2 separate regions of the Mus musculus genome follow, and region 1 is linked to region 2. A link is a contact called in public Micro-C data. All regions are on one chromosome and are shown on one strand. The core of a region is the stretch at or near the end of the contact, and the rest is flanking DNA. Distances in the headings are between cores, read along the strand shown.

Region 1 (5,206 bases), core at 913-3,412, 220 kb before region 2:
CCTTCCAGGGGTATCTTTGTGGTGGGCTCGAGGAGGAGCGGTCGTTGCCAGGAATGGTTCCTCAGGAACTAGAAATGCTTCTTTTTGCTTTATGAATTTATTCAAGTTCTGCGGCGCTTATTTAAACAGGAACCCTGTACAAGAAGAGAAAGATGGCTGGCTTTGGTAGTTCTAGCGTGATCTCATCGTATCCGTCTTCACAACCCTCCCCCCCCCCAAACTTTTCGTTACATTTATTATTTATTACATTTACATTATTATTTATTTGTGGGTTGTTTGTCTGTCTGTCAGCATGAGTACACGCATGCGTGTAGGTCAGAGGACAACCTGTGGGAGCCGATTCTCTCTTTCCACCATGTCGGTCCCTGAATCCGATCTCTGGTCATCAGGCATGGCAGCAGTGCACCCGGACTTGCTGAGCCCTCTCGAAGGCCCCAGCAGACTTTCCTAAGGGATGCCAGCTCCGGGCCCCCAGGTCACTCCAGCCACAGGAACCACAGTCTGAAGAGCAAGCCTGCTGTTTCCGCTCCCTGATCGCCTTCTTTCCAGCACTACGTTCAGAAACGCTGCTCTCCTGGGAAGAAGACAGGCGGACAGTAAAGTGGATGTGGTGGTGCACGCCTGTAATCCCAGCACTTGGGAGGCGAAGGCAGGAGAATCGGGTATTCAAGATTATCCTCTGCTACACAGTGGGCAGGAGGCTGGCCTGGACTACACAAGATCCTGTCTCCAAACCAAACCAAACCAAAACCAACAACAGCAAACAAACAACAACAAAAACTGGGACAGGAAATAAATTTAAATGACTGGGAGGAGAATTTGGAAAGCATTATCTAAAAGGACAAAATGTGTGTGTTTCTGTGTGTGTGTCTGTGTGCATATGTGTGTGCGTCTCTCTCTCTCTCTCTCTCTCTGTGTTTCTTTGCATAACACCAAGCAGTTCTTAGTAGGAATTCTTAGATCTCTCTCAGAAAACATGGCAGAGGAGAGTGCAAACGCACACACATATAAATGTGTGTGTATATATATATATATATATGTTATATATAATATACATATAAATATGTAATATATATTAAATGGCAGAGGAAAGTGGAAACAAACAAATATACATACATGCATACATACATATGTACGTATGTACATGTGCACGTGCATGTGTGCATGCATGTGTGTCTTTGTATTTTACGTGTCTGGGCGTTTGTCTGTGTACCATGAGCATGTGTCACCCTCAGAGCCGGAAGAGGGTGTCAGATCCCTGCCGCTGTAGTTACTGGAGTTTGTGAGCTGCTGTGTGGGTGCAAAGGACTCTTAACTGCTGAGCCATCTCTCCAGCCCTTAGACTTTTACATTTTAAGATTTATTTGATTTCCACTTGAGATCTGATCATTTCCCAGATAGGAGCATGGCTATCTCTAGGAAATTTGTTTCAACCCTGTGTGATGACAACACAATTAAAAAAAATTTTTTTTCAGTACACTTGTCTTTCAAATGACCCAGTTTAAAGTTAATTATTTACTGAGGCACTGGACAACATTTTATCCATAACGTTATTGACTTTCTACTGATGGCATTCCGGGCTTTGTGTATGCTACATAAGCACACTGCATTTGAGTGATCAATCCCCAGTCCAAGGATTTTTTTTTTTTTTTAATTTTAGCTTCCTTTGCAAGAGGAAAGTTTAGAATTGAGAAAAACCCACTAGGTTGTAACTCTCCACCACAGCCTCATGTACCCACTTGCCCACCATGAAAGGGCAGTGGAAATATTGAAATTAGTAGTAGTAATTTCTTTCCCATGATGGCTCAGTAGATGTACGCTTTCCTCATTTGTTTATTCCTCTATGTTTTCTCTATTTTTAGGTGTTTTTTTTTTAATTTAAGAGGGGATTGTGAAAGGGCATTGCAATATAGAAATATTGCAATCCTCCAGCACCGCTTCTCAAGTGCTGGGATTACAGGCGTGAGCTGCCAAGCCTGGTTTGTCTGTTTCACACAATAAAAACACAAAACAAAACAGAAACACAGCCAACATTTCTCCTGTTCGTCCAGTAGGTGGCGCCGTGGGACAAGAGCATCCCGAGGCGCACTGGACATCTGCAGGCCTCCCTTGCCGATCACAGTGGCGCCCACAAGAGATGATTTTCTCTCTGCTTAGTTCCCAAACTCAGCGATCCAGACCTTGTGTGGCAATTGCTCTGAAACAACGCTGGCTTTTCAAACAAGCCTGTCTCCAGCACTGTGCGACAGTGGCAGATTTTGGCGCCCTTTCCTGATTGACATTTCCTGGATTGCTTCAATTGCATTCCTTCCCAGTCCCGCTATGAGCTTAAAACATGAAAATGCACTTTTATTAGCTGGTGTGAATCGGGATAGGAATCGTGGGACAAATAAGAGCATCAAGCAAGCAAACAAACAAACAAAAATCCCTACATCGATAATACATCTTTGATTTCCTTAGTAACTCTGAGCTTTGTGGTTATATGGGGGGAGGGGACGGGGTGGGGATCACAATAACAAACCGTTACCAGTGAGACCCACAAAATTATAATAGTATCTTCTTCGTGCTTGTTAATTTACTTTCTTTTTAGGCAAATAAGTATCTGAATTGTATGTCCTAGAATGAGCTAAACATCTTTTTCTTCCTGAATCTAAGGTCTCCGTGTAGGTGCCAATGATCTGGGGAGAAGAAAGGGAAGTGAGAGAGGCAGACAAAACCCACGGTGCAGTTGTAGCATCCTGCATCCCCGGGGGAGAGGAAAGCCGCATTCCTCACTTTCCTTTGATCCCAGGCAGCACCGGCTCCAATTTCTAGAGATTGAAGGAGCCGGTTGCTGGTTTCTGCACCTTCCTCCAGCTCAGTTCAGAAGCCCCTGCGTTCTCAGCCCTGATTCTTGGTCTAAAGATTCAAAATGAAGTCAGCCCTAGTCCGGCTTTGGGCTGCCAAGACCCTGCTGTCGAGGAGGCTGAGGATTGATTGGCACTTGTCAGAGGGAGGGGACTGAGGATCACAGATGGGTTTCCTCATCGAAAACCTAGTCCCAGTGAGGCAGAGGCGGCCCCCAACCCAACAGATTAGGGTGGCTTATCCGGAGCGCCTTCCTGTTTGCTCTTTGAAGCCAACAGACGGAGGAAAACGCATAGGCTTCTGACATAGGGAATAATTACCCACACCTGTTTGCTTAAAGGTTTCTGGGCATTTCCTGAAGAATACTTCTAGCGTGTCCTGGGAACCTTACTAGTGCGATTAATTGTAGTGCAGACAGTTGAGATTAAGGACAAAGACAGTCCGGTCCTGCAAGAAGCTCTCAGCTGGTGACCTGAGAGCTGGAGCCAAACCCCAGCCTCATTTACTTTGACCCTAGAGACGATTATTATGCTTTCTCTAGTTACACAAGTTGTTTAACCTTTGCTGTTATAGACTGCCCTGGTTGTACTTCTGTTGCTGCATTAAAATATTCTGGGGGCGGGGGGGGGGGGAGCAACTTAGGAGGAAAAGGTTTTATTGTAGTTCACAGTCCTGAGTTACAGCCCATCATTTTCAGGAAGTCCGGGCTGAGCTCAGTCTGCTAGTTACTGATTTAAGGGAGTTCTCTAGTCTGAACCAGTCCAGAGCTCAGCATAGGGAATGGCGCCGCCCACATAGGGCCATGTCTTTGTTCATAAATCAACCATCAAAATAACCCCCCACAGACACGCCCAAAGGGCATCTACATCGAGACAATTCCTCATTAAGACTCTGATCCCAGGTGATTCTCTGTTGCATCAAGGTGACAGTTAAAACCAGCAATGCAGTAATGCACTCTCCTGGCTCAAATCGAGAAATTGCAATCCATACGTTTGTCTGTCATTGCCACTGACTGAATTCTTCTTGCCCTTTGCATTTTAGTGTATCTTCCTATCATTTATTTAGACAGAAATAAAATCTGAATTCTTATTTTTTTTCTGTCTTCCAGAAATAGTAATATAGTATATACACTGTACCACGCTTTTATTTAGTTAACACACTCTTTGCCTGCACATAAAGCGCTTCCTCATTCCTCATGTCTATGAAGTGTTCTACTGAATAGACAGACATACCATGCACGACACATTTAACCTTGACTTACCCATGACCTTTGCCTGTCTGCCCAACTCTTCTGTCACTCTCCCTACAGCAAGCATCTTCTTCCAATTAGTCATTTGACCTGTGTGATGTTAGGTTTAGAATAAACTCTTAGAAATGGAATTGCTAGGCTATTTATTTTTATTTATTTATTTTGGTAAGCAATAACAACTTTTCCTCTATCCAGACTGAATTAATTTATACTTCAGCAGCACTATCTGGGCACCTGTTACTACAGCCTGCTTAATGGAGGTTTTTACGAACATTTGGAATCTTTACTTCCCACTCTCTCTTTTCATGACTTTTAGGTTTCATGTCATAGATACAACTTTAAGTCCAGAACTGTAAGATTTTCTTCAAGTGATTTTATCCATTTGGATTATTCCCTTGAGCTTGGGTGGAGCTAGGATACCAAATTAATCCTGCACACACACATACACACTCGCACATTATACACACACACATATACACACACATATACACACATACATATGCATACACACATGCACACACATGCACACACACATAGACACATGCATATATACACGTACACACACATATGCACATGCACACATATACATATATACACACATACACACATGCACACTCATCTACACACATACATATATACATGCATACACACAAACACACACACATACATATATACACATACACGCATACACACACATATACACATCTGCACACACACACACTGAGTGTTATTTGTCCCCTCTTGTCTCATTAGGATGTTCTTCACCTTCATGGGTTTACAGTCCATGCCTTGGACTCAGGTCCCATACATCTTTAAGCAAAACAGATTGCATGGGTTTTGGACACATAGGAAAACACACAGCAGTGAAGAATGACAGGCAGGCATGGACTTCAGTTCGAATCCATTGCTGAGAAGGTACTTGTGTAAACCTGGAGCAGGGAGATGAGGCAGTTAAGGCATGTGGTGCCTAACGCCTTTCACTGCAGTTATATGGGATGGGGCTCAACCCCAACTCTACTCTTTGATTGTTGGCAAGTGTTTATTCTTTTCATACAAAAATGTCTCCCTCTTCAAAACTGGAATTGTAAGTAGAACATCCTTCATCGGTCC
Region 2 (5,957 bases), core at 1,421-3,920:
GACCTGGTGCTGAGCAGGTTTGTAATACTCTTGTAGAGTTATCTCTTCAGAGATGAGCCAAATGTGATTGATTTATTAATTAGCATAAACCATCCTCTGAAATTACCTTGCATTAATCACAATTCATGCAAAATGTATCCAATTAGTCTTAAGATGTAGGTTTGACAGACTCTCCTTTCTTCGGAGACTGAAGTCAATTTTAATAACCCTCTCTGGATAAATCATTAACTCAAACACAGCCTGAAATGACAAGGAGTGGAGAGGAAATTCCAAAACGCACAACAGCCGCACTCTGGCCATACCCAGAGCAATGAGAAATGGAGCCATGGAGGCAGGAGGAGACTGGAGGAGGCTGGAGGAGGCAGGAGGAGACTAGAGGAGGCTAGAGGAGGCAGGAGGAGACTAGAGGAGACTGGAGGAGGCAGGAGGAGACTAGAGGAGGCTAGAGGAGGCAGGAGGAGACTGGAGGAGGCAGGAGGAGACTAGAGGAGGCTAGAGGAGGCAGGAGGAGACTGGAGGCAAGAGGAGGCAGGAGGAGGTTGGAGGAGGCAGGAGGAGACTAGAGGAGGTTGGAGGAGGCAGGAGGAGGCAGGAGGAGACTAGAGGAGGCAGGATGCTGGCAGTTGGGGGTATTGGGTGGAAGGAAGGGGTTCAAGCCTATTCTTCTGAGATTGGGGGCTGGTGGAAAATGTGCAGAGTCCACGGAGAAGGAAACCCCACCCCCCATAGCTTAGCCTTTTGGTGAAAGACACTTAAAAGCTGTCCAGAGCCCAAGCAGAGTGATCCCCTGGTCACAAGTTGGAGTCTCCACCAGCCTCATGTACTTTTAAATGTTCCTTCTCTTTGCTCCAAACCTTGCTCTTTCAAAAGCCTGCACATTTCACTGCCTCCAGATCCCCGATCCCTGAGAGTCTGTCTTACCTACCGATAAGGACACAGAAACTCTTGAGGTTAAGGGCAAAATTATATGGCATGACCAGAGGGGAAGTCTCAAAGATCCCAGGGTAAGATACACAGCTTCTCCAGGCCTCAACGATCTTCTTACGTAATTAAAGAACAGAAATCAATGAAATTGTATGGTTTCACACTCAAAATGGTGGTGCTTTTAGTGTGTCGGATTCCAAGTCAGCTTTCTTAGTAACTTCCCTGAATTGTCCATTTAAGCATATAAATTTTGTATGCATTGTATATGTGCATGTGTATGTGTGAATGCATATATGTGTATTATATAGTTGTATCTGTGTATGCATGTATATATATGTGTGATATATATTTATATGTATTTACTCATGTGTGTAACATGAATATGTATAATACATACTTACATAAATGAAACTACCACACAACGAGGTCTGCGTGTGTCGTGTTTCCTTTGATTCTGTTTTTGTAATGCTGGAGACCAAACCCGAGCTCTCTAGCATGCTACCGTATGCTCTGCTAACCACTGATTTATGCCCCTAAATAGAATGTTCTACAGAAACTATAGAAAGTTTAAGGAATTCTAGTTTAAATCATTTCTGTGAGACCGAACTGTTTTGTCCCTAAAGACAGGGTGCCACTATCTAGGCCAGAACAGCCTGGGCTCTTGCTATGTACACCAGGCTGGCTTTGAACTTGCTCAGATCCTCCTACCTCAAGACCCTGGAGTTCCAGGATCACCCAGGCCTGAGGCAGCACATCCAGCCGAGACCAGATGCATTTCACTGTGTCTAAGGCTGAATGCTTACTTCCTATTCCATGCCTAGTCCATGGGTTGTTGTTCTTGTTGCTGCTGCTGCTCTCCTCCTCCTCCTCCTCCTCTTCCTCCTCCTCTTCCTCTTCTTCTTCCTCTTCCTCCTCCTTCCTGTTGACTACATAAAGAAAAAAGGAGCTACAATTTTCTGGACATTTAAAATTCTGCATACTGGGCTGGAGAGATGGCTCAGCGGTTAAGAGCACTGATACTCTTCCAGAGGTCCTGAGTTCAAATCCCAGCAACCACATGGTGGCTCACAACCATCCGTAATGAGATCTGGGGTGGGGGGTGGGGGAGAAAAGAAAAAAAAAAAGTTCCACATGCCTCGTGAAAGATTTAGTTGGGGAAGACTGGAAATACAGGAAGGGGCAAATCCCAATCTTAGAAAACATGGAACTTGGTTGAAATATCCTAAATACAGTGTACTGTGGGGAGCTGTACTCCTGAGCTACCTGTGAGCCCCCCCCCCCCCCCCCCCCGTATCCATGGAGTTTCTGAAAAGTGGGTAGAAGCTAGAGGGTGCAGCCTCCTGCAGGCAGAGACAGGGCTGAGCTTGAAGGTCTGTCTGTAGGGAGAGCCTGTTTCAAAATGGAAGGAGATAGGAGCGAATGCTTGTAATCCCAGTTCTCAGGAAACTAAGGTAGGTGAATTTGGGGTTCAAAGCCAGCTTGGGCTACATAGGGATTTCAAAGCTAGCCTGAGCCATAAGAGTAAGACCCCGTCTAAAGAAAAAAAAAAAGCCTGGTGGTTGGGGGTATTTCATAAGCACTGTTTGGGGGACCATTTGCCTTTTTGACATACTGTATGTTTTATAAAGTAAAACATACAATTCTCTTGAGACAGATCTAAGAGGAGGACGGTGCCATCCTTACAGCAGACAAGCCTTGGAAATGCGCTCCAGCGTCCGCAGCTTTGAAACCCGGGCTGCTTACTTCTTAGTCACTCAACACTCCCGGCTCAGTTCTGCGATGAAGGGCGTTAAACCCCCAAAGACGCCAGGCAACTCCTGCAATGGTGACCCGTGTTTGCCCAAGGCAGCTTTTGGCCTGACATCTTTCCCCCTACCCAAATCCCGGTACTCCCAGGGGAAGACATCGCTATTTGGGAGAGAGTTTCCACTGCTCTGAGAATTACACGTTTTGGGGAGTAGTCCTCTTAGTGTGCCTTACAGAGCCTCGGAACTCTGGTGGACTTTGTTCTCTCTGTGTTGAAGCCTCTGGGGAAGTTGAAAGAGTTATGATTTATCATTTGGCAAGGGACACTCGGAAACAGCTAACTCGAAGGTCACAGGGACCAGCTCTAGTTTTAAATTCAGCCTCAGGAGGGTAGTTTTATAGAGAGGGTACACGAAGCTTTCTGGGAAAACGTTATGGTTTTGTAACATTAGGAATCTAGAAGTGATTGATCATCTATTACAGTGTCATGTGGATGCTTCTTGGTGCAAAAATGAATTAAAACATAACATGGTTAAACTGGGAGGGGAGCTCTTTTCTTTGCCGGAAGCAAACATTCACTGAATGACACATACATACAATCCCAGCACTGAGGCAGAAATATCAAGAGCTAAGAGGCTACCCTGAGTAACAACGAGAGACCCGGATTCAAAACAAAACTAAAGCAACAAACAACGACTACAAAAGCATAGTTTGGGAACTCAGAATGTAGCTCGGAGGTGGAATACTTGCTTAGCATGTGTAAAACCCGGGGTCCCATCCCGACACTGTGAAAACTACAAATAAATCAAAAGACAAAGACAGAATACGCGGTTTAGGAATAATCCTAATTTTAAAATACATTAGAATTGTAAAAAGAAATTCGGAATGTATTAAAATCTTTTCCGGGGTGGGGGGTGGGGCAAGAAGAAGAGATTCTGAAAAGAGTGTTTAAAACTAATCAACAGATGCCATTCACCATCGGGCCTTGTCCAGAGACAGGTCAGAGGAGCCGCCAGCCAAGTTCCAAACAGCAACATTGGAATCCTAAAAGCAGAGCTGGTTCTGGTGGCCAGTCTGCTGCACGCCTGGCTCCATTATTTATTGATGCTTTTAAATTGATGTTGCAGTGGCCAGCTGATACCTCTGCTTCCTTCTGTGAAGTGTGTGACATTCCTGGTTTCCCTTCCTCCCCCCCAGACACCCCCCCCCCCGCCCCGCCAACCCTCCCCCTGCTCGCCCCTTCTCTTCTTCCTCCCCCCTCCTCCAGGGCTCAGAGGGCAAATGTAAAAATTTCCCCAGATGAATGTGTGGTACTGTGAGCAAGGCTGGGAACACAGCCTGGGCAGGGCTTTCCTCATTTTCAATGGCATCAGCTGCTTCCTCCCCCTCCCCCATACCTCTCACACGCACCCCTTCCCCCCTACACTGGAGCCTTAGATCCTAGCCAGGTTTGGCAAACCCCTACTTGGCTGGAAAGATCTACCTCTGGCAAATAGAAAAACTATTATAAGAGTTGCTGTTCACTTCATCTTTTATTTGTCAATAATAATAATAATAATAACAACAAAAATACTGAAACCTTAAAACACTCTTTAAAAGTAAACATCAAAAAGTTGCACAGTAAAAACTTTCGGGGCATACATGCATGTTTTCCTGTGAAGAACCTTCCTTCATTAAAAAAAAAAAAACATTTATTTACTTATTGCACGTGCCATGGTGCAAGTGTGGAGGTCACAGGACAGTTTACAGGAGTCAATTCTCTCCTACACACGTGGCACGCAGAGACTGAACTCAGATGGTCAGACCTGGAGGTGGGTACCTTTACCCGCAAAGCCATCTGTCCAACCTTTCTAAAGAGTCTTCTAAAAAAAAACAAACCAATCAAAACACGATATAAATGCAGATTCATCACAGAGGATGGAAACAGAGCTGTTTGGGACATGCTCCTGATGACCATGATAAGAGAGGAAACTGAATTAGCCCCAGTGCGAGGCCTCACAGCTAAAGAAGCAGGCAGCAGGCAGGACTGGGTGGATCTCAGCTGATGGAGGGTTTGCTCAGAGTGTAGAAAGCCTTGGGTTTGGGTTCTATCTCCAGCTTTGCATTAAACAGGAAGTGGTGGCACACAGCTTGTAATCCCAGCACTTGAGAAGACGAGGCAGGAGGATTGCTCTTGTAGAGGACTGGAGTTTGGTTCCTAACACCCACTTGGGTGGCTCCCAGCCTCCTGTAAGCCCAGTCTCCAATGTATCCGTTGCATCTGGTCTCCAAGGGCTCTGGACTCATGTGAGCACACACATAGACATGCACATAAACTCTAATTTTAAAGTAGAAGAAAACACTCTGGGCATTATGACAGAGGCAGGCAGGTCTACATAGCGAGCTCCAGGACAACCAGGGCTGTGTAGAGAGACCGTGTCATACAAAGAAGAAGCTGGGTAGTAGTGGTACACCCCTTTAGTCCCAGCACTAGGGAGGCAGAGCCAGGTGGAACTCTGGATTTGAAGGCAGTCTGGTCTACAGATCAAGTTCCAGGACAGCCAGGGCTGCACAGAGAAACCCTGTCTCAGAAAAACAAAATGAAGTGAAAAAGAAAAACAATGAAAAAAAATTGGAGAGCCTTGAATACTGACTGCTGTCTAAGAGGATATAAAAATAAAACTGGGTCCAACCATTGAGCACTTGCCCTGGACTTTACACATACACACACACACACACACACTCACACACACATATACATATGTACACACACACCCACAAACACACATATATACACATACATACATACTCACACATATATATACACACTAGTACACACATACGCAAATACACACATGCATATACACGTACTCACACATACATACCCATACTCACACAAACACATATATACACACATACTCACACATACATTCATACATACACACACATATATACATACACACACTTGCATACACACAGCACACACTCACACACAGAGACACACAGACACACAGACACACACACAGAGGAACCCAAAGGATTGGAAGAATAATTTCCTGTGCTCAGTGGGAAAGTTTACCAGAAAGACAAGTGGTCATGTGGGATGATCTTAACAACATTCTAGTCTGTTTCCTCAGATCAAACAGGACAGACACAAGCTGAGCATTTAGATCTGCTCTGGCCAACTGTCTCCTTCCCCTAGAGGAATTACACGCGCCAGCCTAGAAGCCATGTGCCTAATACCTTAGCCCTCCGAGTACAAAGACCAGTGAGGGTCAGATGACGTTGCTATATTTAGAAGGAACTCT

Evidence for each region. Hi-C and Micro-C count contacts between places; a contact is called where the count stands out from the background.
Region 1: a Micro-C map of brown adipocytes shows a contact between it and region 2, with 2.2 times the contacts expected there. The contact joins two enhancer-like sites. A contact is called at or near these places in 1 of 484 Hi-C or Micro-C datasets (brown adipocytes), 1 of 115 datasets of contacts at active chromatin or transcription factors (microglia) and 1 of 9 other capture datasets (pancreatic islet).

Annotation. Positions count from the first base shown.
Region 1 is chr2:170,398,492-170,403,697 of GRCm38.p6, reverse strand. The region is part of intron 4 of Bcas1 (breast carcinoma amplified sequence 1); the gene reads left to right. Among named protein-coding and RNA genes, the nearest start is that of Bcas1, 27 kb to the left of the region's middle. Within about 2 kb of position 2,162, at least 68 of the 459 cell types and tissues checked have an H3K27ac peak or open chromatin away from gene starts, as enhancers often do. A contact at or near this core is called in brown adipocytes, where this site is marked.
Region 2 is chr2:170,174,539-170,180,495 of GRCm38.p6, reverse strand. It overlaps Gm34403 (predicted gene, 34403), which reads left to right. Exons shown (of 3, transcript NR_166137.1): 3 at 2,579-3,207. Among named protein-coding and RNA genes, the nearest start is that of Gm34403, 7.2 kb to the left of the region's middle. Within about 2 kb of position 2,670, at least 22 of the 459 cell types and tissues checked have an H3K27ac peak or open chromatin away from gene starts, as enhancers often do. A contact at or near this core is called in brown adipocytes, where this site is marked.